Regions from separate parts of the Mus musculus genome. Here region 2 is linked to region 1. The links are chromatin contacts, called in public Micro-C maps. All regions are on one chromosome and are shown on one strand. The core of a region is the stretch at or near the end of the contact, and the rest is flanking DNA. Distances in the headings are between cores, read along the strand shown. Region 1 overlaps Gm30363 (a long non-coding RNA gene). Region 2 holds the start of Vdac2 (voltage-dependent anion channel 2).

Region 1 (7,961 bases), core at 3,102-5,601:
GCTCTGCACACTCTGTGTGCGTGTAGTCTGAGGCACAGTTCCCGTCAAGAGGGAAATATAGGGGGCTGGAGAGATGGCTCAGTGGTTAAGAGCACCGACTGCTCTTCCAGAGGTCCTGAGTTCAAATCCCAGCAACCACATGGTGGCTCACAACCATCTGTAATGAGATCTGACGCCCTCTTCTGGTGTGTGAGAAGATAGCTATAGTGTACTCATATACATTAAATAAATAAATATATCTTTAAAAAAAAAGAGGGAAATATAGGAGGCACAGTGATATTTGGCTTTAATGGGACAAGGTAGTCAACTGACCATGCATGCACGGGCCCAAGCCCACATCTGTGCACAGGCCAGCAAGGTGCCTGAGCAGGTAAAGGTGCTGGCAGGCAAACCTAATGTCCTGAGGGCGGTCCCCGGGAACCAAAGGGTAAAAGGAGAGACCCGACTCCCACAGAGTCCACTGGAGGCTCTTCTCACTTGAAACCCAGGTGACAGGTTGGTATAGAGATGAAAACCAAAGATCAATCAGAGGGGTAACTTCAACAAATCACCAGCCACAAAGACAAAGAGCCTGAGAGGCCACCAATTCTAGAGGCAACTGACGCATGACCAGGTGCAGACACATGCAGCTGGCAGGGAAAGCAAACAGACAGGAACTATGGCTTCTTAAACAAGCCTAGCTTTCCAACTCAGTCAGTATGGACCACACAGGCTAGCAGGCGAGGGAAGGAGCAATGGCTAGCATCTATTTTCAACCACTGTTAAAAGAGAAGTCCACTGCTTCTAGGCACTTTGTTTCCAAAGTTCTGGAAAAAGCCATTGAGCACACTTTCCCCACTGGAACTTGAAATGTAAAATGCTCTGGGGTGAGCTTCCCAGCAGGAGGGGCTCAGGCTGGGTTTCTCATTCTGTGTATCAGAATTGGCTAAGACTGCAGTGACACTGCTCATCATTATAGGACCCGGGCTGGGGAAGCAGCTGCCATCAAAAACACAGCCAGTTGTCCTGACAAAGGGAAGGAGACCTTGGGAGCTTCTTGCTAGCACACTGAAATGCTTCAGCATGGACACAGACACTACAGTTGTCCTCAAGTGACAGTGGGGGTCTGATGCCAGGACTCCCGTGGATAGTCACTGCAGAGAACCCATGAGCCTCCTCCTGTATGCTTCAGAGCATTAAAAACATTTCATTACCTTTAGTATTTACTTACGTGCACACAAGTATGGAAGCCAGAGCACAACTTGCAGGAGTCAGTTCTCTCTATGTGGTCCCAGGATCAAGCTCAGGTTGTTGGCTTAAGGACCACTGCCTTTTCTTGCTGAGGCATCTCTCCAGCCCTATGTCATTTTTTAGATTACTTCTTTGTCAATAGTTGAACTGCATTGGGCTAATAGACATGCATTTTGGTTTCAATTTTTTTTTCTCTCAAAGCTAGTTGAATCTTAGTAGGAAAACCACTTCTGACAATATCCTAACCCTCCAGAGCTCACTGGCTGAAGACAACAGCAAACAAACCAGCCAATCAGAACTCAGCACACAGCATGTCCATGCCATTGTCACACTGTCCCTGAGAAGTAATGTACTTTCTGGTACAGCATGGTAGACACAGCTACCTACAAATGGGGGAACACAATAAAGCAGTATGCTTGAGCCTGTCACAAAGACACCTCTAAGTGGGAGAGAAGATGACAAAGGCAGACTATCCGGTTGTAAAGAGACAAAAGCATAGCAGCTGTCTCCTGGCTTATTCAGGAGAGAGTCTCTGGCACGCAACCTGAGACTTCCCACTGCCAGGATGGGCAGGAGGGCAGGAATCCTGAAAGCTGAGAGGTAATAACTCTAAGCGGGGGCACAGACCTGGAGGGTACCTGGTAGATTTGTGTGTCCAAGCAGAGGGTGCACCTAGAACTCAAAGCTAAGACTCACCAGCCCTGTAGTTAATCTGGACATAGCTGACCCGTCTCAGTCAGTAAGAACTGTGGCCTTCTTGGCATGTCGGGCTGTTTTGTCCACCAGGCCCTCCCTGGTGCCCAGTCCAGGACCTCAGACTTGAGCAGCACTCCATAATTGTTCACTGATTCAAAGAGGGAGAGAGGTTAGAAATGCAGCCCAGCTGGTAGGATTTGTGCTTAGCAAGCATGAGGCCCTGGGTTTCATCCTTAGCACAGGACAGCCTGGGCAGGGTAGGTGGAGGAGGGGGGGAAGAAATCAAGAGGGTCAGAAGTTCAAGGTCAGCCTCATCTATATAGCAAATTCCAGGCAAAGATAGTTGGGTGTGGTGGTATACTCTTTACCTTCCATCTCTAGGAAGGCATAGGCAGGAGAATTTCTATGAGTTAGAAGCTACGCTGGTCTGCATAGAGCTCCAGGTCATCTATATTTAAAAAAAAAAAAAGCTGTCAAGAAGAAAGAAAAGAAAGAAAGGAGGAGGAAGTGAGGAGGAGGAGGAGGAAGAGAGAAGGAGAGTGGGAGAAAAAGGAAGCCAAGCAAAGATGGATAAAATTTCTCTGAAACCAAACCCACACTTAGTACTCTGGAGGCATAGAGGGTAGAAGATAGCACCAGTCCTTTATTCAGGGTTCCGGAAGCCTAGGAATAGATGTGCTAAGCCACCCAGGTCCCTTCTGTCACCAAAAGAGGTCTTGGAGAAAGGCATAAAAAGTGCCATGATATCTAAAGCTGAGAAAGAAGGCAAGGTAGTGTGAATGAGTGGCTTTGGGGACCTGCCAGAGGAAACAGGAACGCTATCCTAATGGTGAGATAGAACGAGGAGAGGGTCCACCCCCCACAGGAAGTTGCAACCACCTAGCACCCAGAACTTGAAGTCTGGGGTGTGAGGAAGGCAGAGAGAGAGCCCTGTGTGGACAGCAGTGTGATCCTTCCTTCTCCATCATAATCCTAACTGTGTGAAACTGTGGAAATGACTCAGACACAGGGCAGAGTCACTGCCACCCCTGGCATAGACAGACCTGCTGTCACCAAGCAACAGAAATTTTCTATAGGATAAATGTAAGCAAAAGACGTCAAAGGGTGGAGGCAGAAAACCACCTTATCCCTGACTTCCCTGGACCTAGAGAGACACTTTTGACTAGTATTCTTTCAGAGTCTGGAGGAATTTTCAATATTTAGCCTTCAAAACAGTGACTGGCAAGCCAGGCTCTGGTAGTACTTGCCTTTAATCCCAGGACTGGAGAAGAAGAAGCAGGAGGATCGAGTTAGAGGCCAGCCTGTTCTACAAACAAACAAACAAACACCAAAGTAAAAATAGCGACTGCAGAGCTGGAGACAGCTCAGTAGTTAAGAGCCTGTACTGCTCTTCAGAGGACCTGAGTTTGGTTTCAAACACCCTCATCAGGTGGCCCGCAGCAACCTCCAATTCAAGGGGGTCCAACTCTTCTGGCCTCTAAGAGCAGTGCACATATATGGCACATATACAGACAAGCAGGTACACATAAATATAAACTAAATGAAAAAATTAAACCCCTAGAGACTGGAACGGCTTTAGCAGGGTCTTTTATATCCCAGGATGATCTGGAACTCACTATGTAGCCAAGAATGACTTTCAATTTCTGGTTTTTAGCCCTTCAACTTCAGAATGATGGGATTGCAGATATATACCACCACATCTGGTTTATATAGTCCTGGGAATCAAATCTGGGAGTTCATGCATGTTAGGCAATCATTCTAACAACCAGGTTATAATCCTGAGCCTTGTGTGTGTGTGTGTGTGTGTGTGTGTGTGTGTGTGTGTTAAAGCCAGGAGATAGTTGTGAATGCCTTTAATCCCAGTACTCAGAAGCCAGCGGCAGATGGATCTCTGTGAGTTCAAAGCCAGCCTGGTCTACAGAGTGAGTTCCAGGGCAGCCCAGGCTGCACAGAGAAACCATGTCTCTAGAAAGAATAAAAATTCACACACAGGTTCTTGAGACTGTAAATTCTTTAAAATGGTTTATTTATGTATTCATTAATTTTATGTGTATGGGTGTTGCCTCAATTGTTTTTCTATTGCTATAACAAGACACCATGGTCAAAGCAATTTATGAAAGAAACTATTTAGCTTGGGAGCTCCAGAAGGTTAACGTCCATGGTCATCATGGCAGAGAGCAAGGCGGCAGGTAGGCAGGCATGGTGTTGGAGCAGCAGCTAAGAGCTTAAATTCTGATCCAAAAGTTGGAGGCAGAAAGAGCTAACTGGCAATGATGTAGGTTTTTGAAACTTCAAAGCCCATCACAGTGACAAACCTCTTCCAAAACAAGGCCATATCTCCAAACCAAACAGTTTCACCAACTTATAGAGGCCACCTCCAGTAGGGAGACAGGGAAGTGAGGGAGGGGGTTGCCATCCCACAGTCACAACTCTGACCTGACCAAGCCGGCCCAGTCAGTCATCAGGTTCTCAAGCTCAGGAGTGAGGGTTAAAAAAAAAAAAGACAGTTAGACAACATTGTAGCATGACCCCAGTTAATTCTGAGACTGAAAGCAAATTTAATTTTCTCAATCCACTTTTTTGTTTGTTTGTTTGTTTGTTTGTTCTGTTTTTCGAGACAGGGTTTCTCTGTGTAGCCCTGGCTGTCCTGGAACTCACTTTGTAGACCAGGCTGGCCTTGAACTCAGAAATCCACCAGCCTCTGCCTCCTGAGTGCTGGGATTAAAGGCGTGCGCCACCCCCACCCCCAATCCACTTTTTATACCATTTTAATTACATGCAAGTATTCAGGGCAAGTAGTACAATGAGGGATCAAGCAATAAACACAAAGCCCCAGGGTCACTCCGGTGATTGCTGTTTCTAAGGATGATCAAGATATCTGAGCCTACTTCTTTGTTCTACCCTAAAACCAGATTCTTACTGCCTTGTCCTTGGCCAATGTCAGATTCCTGCCTGAGCTTACTTCCTTGTCATGGCCAAAGTCAGATTCCCGCCAGAAGCCCATTTCCTTGTCCTTGGCCAATGTCAGATTCCTGCCAAGCATAACCCCCAAAGGCTCTCCACACTGATCTATAATTGTTCCTGTCTGAAAGAACCTCAAGGATGGAATGGAGGGGAGCCTGAGGAAAAGAAGGTCCAGCAACAGGCCCAAAGTGGGATCCAGCTCAAGGGGAGGTCCCAAGGCCTGACACTATTACTGAGGCTATGGAGCACTCACAAAAAGAGACCTATTATGACTGCCTTCCAGAACACCCAATAAGCAGATGGAAGAGTCAGGTGTGGATATTTGCACCCAACCAATGGACAGAAGCTGCTGACCCCGTGGTTGAATTAGGGAAAAGCTGGAAGAAGCTGAGGAGGACCAGCAGTCTCAATTAACCTGGACCCCCAAGATCTCTCAAACACTGGATCACCAACCAGGCAGCATACACCAGCTGATGTGAGGCCCCCAACACATATACAGCAGAGGACTGCCAGGTCTGGGATCAATCAGAGATGATGCACCTAACCCTCAAGAGAGTGGGAGCCCCAGGGAGTTAAGAGGTCTGGTTGGATAGAGGGTGGGGGTGGGGACATCTTTGTCAAGATAGAGGGGTGGGGAGGAGGTATGAGTTTTGGAAAAGTCAGAAGGTGGAGTTGGGGCAGGGAATAAAATTTGGAGTGTAAATAAATATAAAACAAAAAAAGAAGAAAAGATTTATTTTTGATGTGTGGCTGACAGGTGTGGGAACACATACTTGTAATATCAAGTGTGAGGTGGAGGCAAGCAGATCAGGAGACTAAGATCATCTTTAGCCACACAATAAGTTTGTGACCAGCCTGGACTACATATGACCCCCACCTCAAAACAATTATCTATTTTACAGGTAAACAAGCTGCCATTTGAGATTTAAACTCAGGTGTTCTTGGTGCCAAAACCTTAGCATTTGCCTATCCACTAGGTCATGTTACCTACTAGAGCAGATGTAGGAAGAGAAAGAGAGAGGAGGACAAATCAGGGGATGGAGAGAGAGGAAGAATGGGGAAGTGGACAGCAGGTGAGAAGGTGCCAGTGCTCCTGAGATGGGCCCTGTTGAAAAATAACCTGCTCTGTTTAAGTGCATGTGGGCTGGTACACACCCACACACTGGAAACATGGAATTGTTCATCGCAGGAAAATATAAAGAGAAAAGAACTGTGGTCTCTCGCTGCTCCAGAGCTTCTGTAACTAGAGAGGAACTGCCACTTTATTGGTGTGGGTTTATTTTCAACAATGAAGGCATTGTAGAGCTGGACATGGTGCTGCATGCCTGTAATTCCAGCACTTGGGAGGCTGAAGCAGAGGAATGAGGTGTATAAATAAGTCCAGCCTTAGGTACACAGGAGTTCAAGGCCAGCCTGAGAGAGTCTGTCTTACCACCCATAAACAAACAAACACACATATGCATACCATAATGTAGTAAGTAAATAAATGGAACTATATGACATCTATCCAAGAACCAAAGACACAAATAGGCAAAAAGAGATAAAAAGACATGCCATGTGCCAGGTAGTACTAGCACATGCCTTTAACCCCAGCACTAGGAAGACAGAGGCAGGTAGGTCTCTATGAATTTGAGGCCAGCATGGACTGCAGAGTGAGTCCAGGACAGCCAGGGCTACACAGAGAAATCCTGTCTCAAAAAACCAAATACCAAAACCCACCCCTAACCCCCAAAAAGAAACAAAGAAAAAAAAACATACCATGTAAACAGTAACCAAAAGAGAACAGAAATGCCTACCTAAGCACCAGGCAGAGAAGGAATGAAGATTTCATAGCTGTAAAATGTTCAGTGTATCAGGAAGGCTTATAATCATGAATGCTGTCAACCCTTCATATCTGTGGACTCTGTGCCTATGGAATCAACTAACATGGACTGAAATATCTTAGGGAAATTTCCTCTGTACTGCAGACTTTTAAAAATCATTGTTTCTAGGACGAAGAGAGATGCTCAGTGGCTAAGAGTACACTCTGGGGCATGGGGAGATGGTCCAGTGGTTCAGATGTGTACTGTTCTGTGGAGCATGGATTCTGTTCTAGCACTCGAATCAGATGACTGACTCTCAGCTCCAAGGGATTCAATGCCTTCTCCTGGCCTCCATGGCACCTGGGCATGTGCAGTTACCTAGACACAACACAGAGGTTAAATCACTTATTACCCTCTAAATAATGCAAAAGAGCTGCAATCAGCATGGAGCTTCACTTCTGCTGTGTTAGAAATGATGTGCAAGTGCCTGTGGGATGCAGGAGAGCCCGGGGACGATGGTTCATGCTGAGTACTAGGCTGAGGCAGGAAAATGACCACAAGTGTAAGACTAGCCTGGGATAGAGTGGAACCACATCCAAACAAAGACAATCCACTCCACTCTGCTGCTCTGTGACTAGCTGCCTGCTGCCCTCTGGCTAGCTGCCTGCTGCCTTCTGACTAGCTGCCTGCTGCCCTCTGGCTAGCTGCCTGCTGCCCTCTGACTAGCTGCCTGCTGCCCTCTGGCTAGCTGCCTGCTGCCCTCTGACTAGCTAGTTGCCTGCTGCCCCATGGCTGCCCAGCTTGTAGTTGACTTCCAAAGTAATAACTCAATACCATGCATGGTTTCCCTTCTTTCTTCTACTCTCCTCCTCCAGGCAGATGCTCAGACTTACAGATTGTTTATCCTGTTCTTTTCTTTTGTTTATTTTTACTTTTTCTTTTCTTTTTTTTTTTTTTTTTTTTTTTGGTTTTTGGTTTTTGGTTTTTTCGAGACAGGGTTTCCCTGTATAGCCCTGGCTATCCTGGAACTCACTTTGTAGAACAGGCTGGCCTTGAACTCAGAAATCCGCCTGCCTCTGCCTCCCAAGTGCTGGGATTAAAGACGTGCACCACTACCACCCAGCTTTGTTTCCTTTTTCTTTTAAACTCGAATAAGATTGTCCTAGAGTTTCTAAATAGATAATTAAAGCAAGGAGAGAGAGAGAGAGAGAGAGAGAGAGAGAGATTGAGAGAGAGAGAAGGAAGGAAAGGAAAGGAAGGAAGGAAGGA
Region 2 (7,961 bases), core at 2,554-5,053, 360 kb after region 1:
GGCATCAAATCCCTGTGTGGCTGAGGATGACGCCTCACTGAGTCTCCTGCCTTCACTTTTCAAGTGCCGGGTTTTGGGGAGTGTGCCATCACTCTAAAGGAGTTTGAATATGGATACTCAGGTGGATTCACTAAATCCTGCTCAAAATGAAGGCCTTGAAACAGAGTTTCTCTTTGAACTGATCCTGCCCTGTCTTTGTTCTCCACCCAAGGAAAGCCAAGAAATTAGATTTTTTTTTAATCAGAAGCAAGTCATAGAAAAGTAAAACCCACTCCTCCTGCCCCCAAAGCCTCAAAGCTAAAAACACTCACTTTACCCTGCCATAAAGACATTCTCTGACCTGCCTTGATTAACAGATCATCAGACCTCTATTCTATCAGTTAATTGTGTGTGTATGCATATTGTATGCATATGCATTATCTGTGGTATATGTAGAGGGGGCCAAAGGAAGCCCTGGGTGAATGAAGTTCTGAGAGAATGCCTATTTTGACATGGGTACCACTATGTCAAGAATCCCAAGGCCTCCAACCCATGGGGCAGTTGGCAAAGCTGTTACCCATGTGGATCAGGCTCAAGAGCAGTGGTGGCGCTTCTCTTGGGAGGTATGAATGTTTGTAGAAGATTGATTGTTGCAAACCTAGCAACTGCAGCTTCTTCCTCCTGGATGTTCACAGTCTGAGGCTGCTGCCTACAGACACTTTCTACCAAGCTGGCAACCCCCCTACCTTTCTGTTGTACTTAATAAACACCTTGAGATTCTGGGTTGCTGTGGTAGCAATTAGAGAACCCTACCCGATCTCCCTTCTCTGTATGGGTGACTGTCTTTTCTTCATTCCTTCATTGTCTGTAGCCAGGGTTCCTGGATCACAGCTATGCTGGACAAGGAAATAACATATTTTTGCATGTGGGCACGTGTACACATGTGGGCATATGCATGTGTCTTCATTGATGGCTCTCTAATTCACTGAGGCAGAATCTCTCACTGAATCCAGAGCTTGCCAATTTCACCTAATTAAGCTAGCCATCTTGCCCCAGGAATACCATGTCTGTCTCCTGAGTGCTGGGCTGCCTGAGTCCTGCTTGGGCTGCCACACCTTGCCCAGCTTTTATGTGGGTTCTGGAGATCCGAACTCCTGATTTACACAGCAAGGACTTTATTGAGCCATCTTCCCAGTTCAAGACCTCCATGTTAGTGGGGTTTGGTGGTGCAGGCCTATAATATCAGCTACTTGGGGCAGGATGGTGGTGGTGGCTGAAAGAGGAAGATGAAAAGTTCAAGGCTTTCCTGGGCAATTTAGTGAGAGACCTGGTTTTGTAGAGTTAAAAAGGGGATCGGAGTTATAGCTCAGTGGTGTAATGCTGGTCTTACATTAGTTCAATTCCCAGCATTACACCAAGAAGACCACCCCCTTCTTTTTAGAAGGAGTTCTTATCCATAGCTGGGAGGATGGGCTACCTGGACAGACCCTGTGGGATCCTTACTCATTCTGTTATAAAGATTATACTCTTTTTGTTCATTTATATTCCTATCTGGCTGTCCATGCTTCAGTCAACCTAAGCACAAAAATCAATAATTCAAAAATAAAAATCAATAATTCACCTTGGATGTTTGGGCTCTTCAGTTTGGTGGCTTGTATATCATATAAAATCATGATCAAATAAATGAATTATACATTTCTCTTGCTAACCTGCCTTTTACATAGGAGTGTCAGCTGTGTCTTTATGATGGGAAGGAGTCACCATCTTTCCCACCCCTGTAATTCTTTGCTTAGGCTGGAGTTTGTCCCCAGTGGCCATTAAGCACCACCCACATACTTTACAGAGTAAAGCTTCCGACTTTTGTGTCAGAAAATGATGTCTCTGGAGATCAAAACTTGTGACAGGTAATACAGAATAGGAATAAGCCCTGCTATAGGCAATTGAGGTAACTAATTTAGCAGGCTGAGTTTTTCTGGAAGGCAGTGCTGAGGAGGCCAAACTCTACCACAAGCATCACACAGCTGGGGCAGACTGTCTCCCGTGGGCCAGGTCCATGGCAGACCAACCTGCCTGAGCTTGGATGAAGGGATGAGTCAGGTGCTGGAGCCCGATCTCATACACACAAAGACTCTTCCCATTTCACTTTTTACAACACAATTCCAGCTGTGAGCAGGTGAGGTTGCTGGCTAGCCTTGCTCCTGGGAGAGAAACATACCAGAGTGTAACTTTAAACTTGGGTGTTGGATTGGGGGGAGCCCACCTAGCCATCTTTCCTCCGGCTTAGGAGGAGAGTGATGACTTAACAGTACTTGAGTAGAGGAAGAGTTCAGAGACGATTGAGTCATGAGTGCATATGTGTGGGTGTCTTTGCTCTCAGTCCAACTGTATGTCTATTGAAGATTATTAAACAGCATCTTAGAGATGAGGGAATTGAGGTCCACAGGCTAAATTATTTGAGTTTATTGAGCTGAAGTGTCAGTTGTCTCCATTTTAAATCTTCTGTATGGCTGACGTGTGTGTGTGTGTGTGTTTTGAACAGTGTCTACTGCTCTTCACCTTTTACAGAATTTAGAGAACACGGTTTGCAGGCCAGGTTGACAGAGCCCCCGTGACCCTCTTGTTTCTATTTCTGGAACTACTACTGGCTTTTAATGTGGGTGTTGGGTGCTGGGGATCCGAGCTCAGGTCCCCTTGCATGCACAGCAAGATAAGGGTTCTTACTCACTGAGCCTCCGATTCTATCTTTATTATCCTGTTTGCCTCACCCTGTAGTTTAGCCTCAAACTGGTCTCTATTATTATTATTTCAAGACAGGGTTTTTCTGTATTGCCCTTGCTGTCCTGGAACTCTCTCTGTAGACCAGGCTGGCCTCGAATTCAGAAATCCACCTGCCTCTGCCTCCCAAGTGCTGGGATTAAAGGTGTGCACCACCACTATCCAGCGGTCTCTTATCTTTATTAACCTTTTGCCTCACTCTGTAGTTTAGCCTCAATCTGGTGTAATTTCTCTGCCGCCCAGATCTGGGACTACAGGTATAGGCATCAGGACTGGCTGCTCCCTCCCTCTTCTGGCATATCTAAAGAACTTGAGAGCAGCATTCTAATGACTGGTCAGCATGAATCCTACAGTTATTCCCTTGTCTCTCCAGGCCTCTCAACCAGGGGAAGCTTCTCTTCCTAGAGCAGGATGTGCTTCTGCGCGTGTGTGAACCCATACCATATATGGGTGAGACGGAGGCTGCAGGAGCGCAACCCTGAGGCTCCGAGAGAAATGCCCAGAGACTGGCTCAAGTTTGTTCCTTTGGAGCCCAGCCTAGTCCCAGCAGGGGAGGACATGGCGGTGGGCGGTGAACCGAGATGGGAAGAGCATGGAGGCTGCACTTGGGGAGAGTGTTTCATCCCCCTCAACCCGGACCTTAAGTTCAGACCTCCAGGCTGGGACTCAGGGAGGAGGCTGAGAGGGTGCACGTGACCCTGCGGGGCACATCGCCCCGCCCCGTCGCGACTCGCGTGGCCACTCCCATCCTGACCGCGCGGGTGCCGTTGCGCCGCCTCCGCCGTTCCCAGGTCCTCGCCTCTGGGGCTGTCCTGGACATTGCCTAACCCGAGGCCCCGCAGCTCCTGCTCGCCCCGTCCCCGCCGGACGGTCCGAGACCGCTCACCCAAGGAGACCGCCGTGCTCTCGACCCACGTGGTCACTCCGGAGCAGGTGGGAGTGGGCAGCGGGCGGAGCGGCAAGGACAGGCGCGGTAGACAGCCCGGGCGGCCGCGGCGGGGACCTGGCTGGGGGAGGCCAGGCTTGCGGCGGGGCGCAACGGTGTCTCCTTCACTTCGCCCTCCAGCCGCGGTGGCTGCAGCGCAACTTTCAGATAGCGGAGTGGCCTCAGCTGCGAGCCGAGCGGTGGCGGCAGCGCCCCTCAGGACACCCGCAGGTACTATGGTGCCCGCCTCTTGCCGACTCTGGGGCCTTAGGGCGGGCCGGCAGCCTGAGTGAACTCAGGGCGGCCCTGGTCCCCTAAGATGGCCGCAGCGGCCCCGGCCCCTTTCTCTAATGTCCGAGCTCCCCAGGGGACCCTTTGACTGTCCCCTGACCGCACTTCTTGTCCCTTTCACAGATCACCTTTTCCCCGCGACTTCGCCATGGCTGAGTGCTGTGTACCGGTATGCCCACGGCGTAAGTAGCACAAGAGGTGTTTGCGCGATGGGGCCATGGGGGCTGTGCTGTTCCTCTTTAGAGAACCATACCTTGTTCCGCCGTGGCCCACATGATGCCTGCAAAGACTTGGAAAGTTTGCTTCTTTGCGCGCCCCCTAAGTCTTACACTGCCACTCTGTTGACGGACGTGGTGCTGGGCTGTTGGGTTGCAGATAGGGGGGCTCGCGCCTGGGGCGTTGGTCCTTGGCCGCACCCACCCTTGGCTTTTGGATATGTTACTTACAAATCCGAAAGCAAAACACTTAGTTGTTGAATTCCATCTTGGGGTTCGGGGGGGGGGGGCGGAGAGTTAGAGCAGTCACTTTGCAAGAGGAAGTAGTTCGCTGTCTGCCTGCACAGGTCGAGTGCACTACAAGGTCATTACACGTGTTCCTAAGGGCGTGGATGTGCACTGGAGAATGAATGAGCTGCTCCTGGAGCTCGGATTCCTTGCCCTTAAGCCTCACGTTGTCGGAGGACTTGGGGGACCGTAGTAATGTGTTTAAAGTGCCATTTGATATTTAGTTGCTGTAGACATAGATGGTTGTATTTTTTGCCCGTGTCTCAATTGTGCCAGTTCCCAGAGTGTTGGTTTTGATTTTGGAAGTCCTTCCCAAAGGTTTGTTAGGGGAGAACGCCTAAGCTTAAATTTTGGTTTTTATCTCCGTTAAATCAGTCACCTTGAGTTTTGGCAACTGTGTAGGCAGTAGACACTTATGTTTAGGAATTAGAAAGGCTTCCCCCATTCTTAAAACTTGGTAGAAATGTCCCAGGTTTGTATTACCACATAGCTATTTAGAAATAAGTTTTTGTTATGGGTGGCTACTTTAGAATAACATTTATTGAAGTTCTAGTGGCATCAAAACCCACTCCGGTTGAACTGCTTGAATGTAAATGTTAGCAGTAGGTCCTAGTAGTAGCTCACATTAACTGTAGAATGTTTCTTTTGACTAGCGATGTGTATCCCTCCACCCTATGCTGACCTCGGCAAAGCTGCCAGAGACATTTTCAACAAAGGATTTGGTAAGGACTTTTTTCCCTTTTAAACATAAAAGAGAAAAATATATGCTTGGACCTCTTGAAAAAAGTTAATTGCTTTGCTTTTCTAGACTGAATACCCTGCTGCACTCATGCCTCTGCCAGCTGCATGTGTACCCCACTTTCTTAGCCTTTCTTCGGTCACAATTGAAAAGCTTGTTCTTTTTATTTTGTTGTTGTTTTTTGGTTTTGTTTCAAGACAGGCTTTCTCTCTGTAGTCCTGGCTGTCCTGGAACTCACTCTGTAGACCAGGCTGGCCTTGAACTCTCAGATCTACCTGCCTCTGCCTCCCAAGTGATGGGAGGCGAGTACCACCCCACTCCCCACCCCCTAGGGAGAGGGGAAAGCCTGTACTTTATTCTTTTAAGTGACAGTTCAGACCATGGTTGGATAGAGCTGCCTAGAATTACTGTTTTATTTTTGTGGTTATGACTCTGGGTAGGTGGAAACCTTAGAGTTTTGAGTCAATTTTTGTGCTTTCTTGAAAATTGATTGTTTTGCACATACCACTACCCCTTGCTCTTTGGTGATACCCTTTTGGGATAAAAGTCCTAAGTGTGTTGCCATAAACAGTAGGCCAGTCTGAGGAACTGATTTTTAATCTAACGTTTAAAAATGGCTTGAAAAGGGTGCGGCAGGAAGTGGAGCCAGTTATAGGACACTAGGCAGCGCTACTGTCACCTTAGCAGAGCTGACTGCTTGTAAATGTTCCTTCATGTGCTGTGCATTTGTCCATTTCTGTCCCGGACTTTGGGATTATGTTCACAGTACTTTGAGTGTGGGTATACGTCTTTTCTGCAGAAGAATCATATCTTTGCCCTCTCTTTTTGAAGGCTTTGGGCTGGTGAAGCTGGATGTGAAGACGAAGTCATGCAGCGGTGTGGTAAGTTATTGATTCGTTTTCACGAAGCTGTTAATTTCATAGCCCATAAATATCTACAGCTCTTTTCCCTTAAGGAGGCAGAAGCTAATTTGTTTTGAATGATTTATGTGTAGTCTGATTTATTGGCTTTGTATGTGATTTCTGCATTTCACATGGTTTTGTTATATTCCTTTATTATGTATGTTTTACCATGATTGCATGGAGAAGTTGGGAAAGCCATTGCTTATTTGGGACTGTCTACTCAGGTAGATGACAAGCATGAAGGCCGTGACTCCTGTAACCCTTTCTCTTAGTACCTGTCAGAGTTCTGGGCTCTGAGTAGTAACTTGGTTATTTGACTACAATGACCATTTAGTATAGTGGCTACATTCTAACAGCCATCCATGGAGATGTCTGCCTGTTTATCCTGACTGGAATGTCTCTACAGAATTTGCTATTTTCATATGTGTTGATCCTTCCCGACTGTTGTTAAAGAAGGGAGAAAGTAAAGCACTGTTCTCCTTCTTCTCTAGAAGTTTTTATTGTGAGATTGGAGATGGGTGTTTAATGTTCATGCTAAACTATGATTGCTCGGTACTGTGTGCATGCTGCTCTGCATGTAACTGGTATCTATTAAGTTGTTTGTGGTGCTGTTTCTTGATGCTTAGATCTGTTGCATTTGTGGCTTTTATATTTGTCTTGTCCTGTGGTTTCTTTGGTCTGTGAAGAAGTCTTAATTATTTGGTTATGGTTGAGTGACTGACTTGGATTAATAGATTATAGAGTATTAGGTGACTGTAAGTATTTTTTCTTTACTGTTGCTGGGCCTTGCATCTCTACTACTAATCTTTATTTTCAGCCTACTGAATTTTAAATGTGTTTGTGCATGTATGTTGTTTTAAACTAAAACACACCATCTTTGTCTTTAAAACGTTTACTTTAAGACTGGGAGTGTAACTTAGCAGTAGAGTGTTTACCCAGCTATGTATGAGGTCCAGTGTTGTAAAACAAACAAAAACACCCTTTCTATTGGAAAGACAAACTGTAAGTCGAAGATAATCAGAGAATTGGATCAAGCAGTAGATTTGTAAACTAAAAATTCTTGTTGGAAAGGAAAGGCTGATGGTAAACCAGAACTAGGAACAAGTTAGGAAGTGTAAGGTCTTGAAGGACATGTAGGACCTGGATTGAAGAGGGGATGCTCTGCTTATACTTGAGTAGAGTTGAGTCGTCATAGCACTGATGGTGTACTACGCAGACCTGCCCAGAATTAAGTCCTACTAAGGTCTTTTGATTTCTTGAACTGCAGGATGTGCAGGCTACCCAAAATGTAGAAGATGATGCTCCAGTGATGGAGAGGATTGGTCCTCTGGCCCTGTTGGCCTTGTGTCCTGAGCATTCCTTGGCACATGTTAGGCTGGTTCTTGATCTCAGGGACTGGTGGATGGTAGTAGGTGGCACTTGAGTAATTATTGTCATGCAGGATTAAAAACTGCTGCCCATACACATTTCCCATGTAAACTGTTTGTTGGAAGAAGAGCATACTTCATGTGTATTTAATGTCATCTCGATGTGCATGCAGAGCTCCAAAGCTTCCATGTTGTCAGTTCAGTTGGATTATCCTATAATAGGCTGCGCTGTTCCTTTGAAAAAACAAATCTACCTCCAAAATGTTATTTTGTTAGTTTTTCAAGACAGGGTTACTCTGTGTAGTGCTTGCTGTACTGGGACTGACTCTGTAGACCAGGCTGGCCTTGAACTCAGAAATCCACCTGCCTCTGCCTCCCAGTGCTGGGGTTAAAGGTGAGCGCTGCCACCACTGCTTGGCAGTGTTTGACATTTCTTAACTTTTCAGGTATCGAAATTTCTGATAAACTAAAAACCAACCA

Evidence for each region. A called contact is a pair of places that touch in the nucleus more often than the background predicts.
Region 2: a Micro-C map of embryonic stem cells shows a contact between it and region 1, with 2.4 times the contacts expected there. The contact joins the promoter of Vdac2 here to the enhancer-like site in region 1. A contact is called at or near these places in 3 of 484 Hi-C or Micro-C datasets (all in embryonic stem cells), 1 of 115 datasets of contacts at active chromatin or transcription factors (embryonic stem cells) and 1 of 9 other capture datasets (pancreatic islet).

What each region holds. Positions count from the first base shown.
Region 1 is chr14:21,469,985-21,477,945 of GRCm38.p6, forward strand. All of the region lies in intron 1 of Gm30363 (a long non-coding RNA gene), which reads right to left. Among named protein-coding and RNA genes, the nearest start is that of Gm30363, 9.7 kb to the right of the region's middle. Within about 2 kb of position 4,352, at least 15 of the 459 cell types and tissues checked have an H3K27ac peak or open chromatin away from gene starts, as enhancers often do. A contact at or near this core is called in embryonic stem cells, where this site is marked.
Region 2 is chr14:21,827,758-21,835,718 of GRCm38.p6, forward strand. It overlaps Vdac2 (voltage-dependent anion channel 2), which reads left to right and starts at 3,804. Exons shown (of 10, transcript NM_011695.2): 1 at 3,804-3,910; 2 at 4,094-4,152; 3 at 5,127-5,195; 4 at 6,044-6,093. The coding sequence starts at 4,119.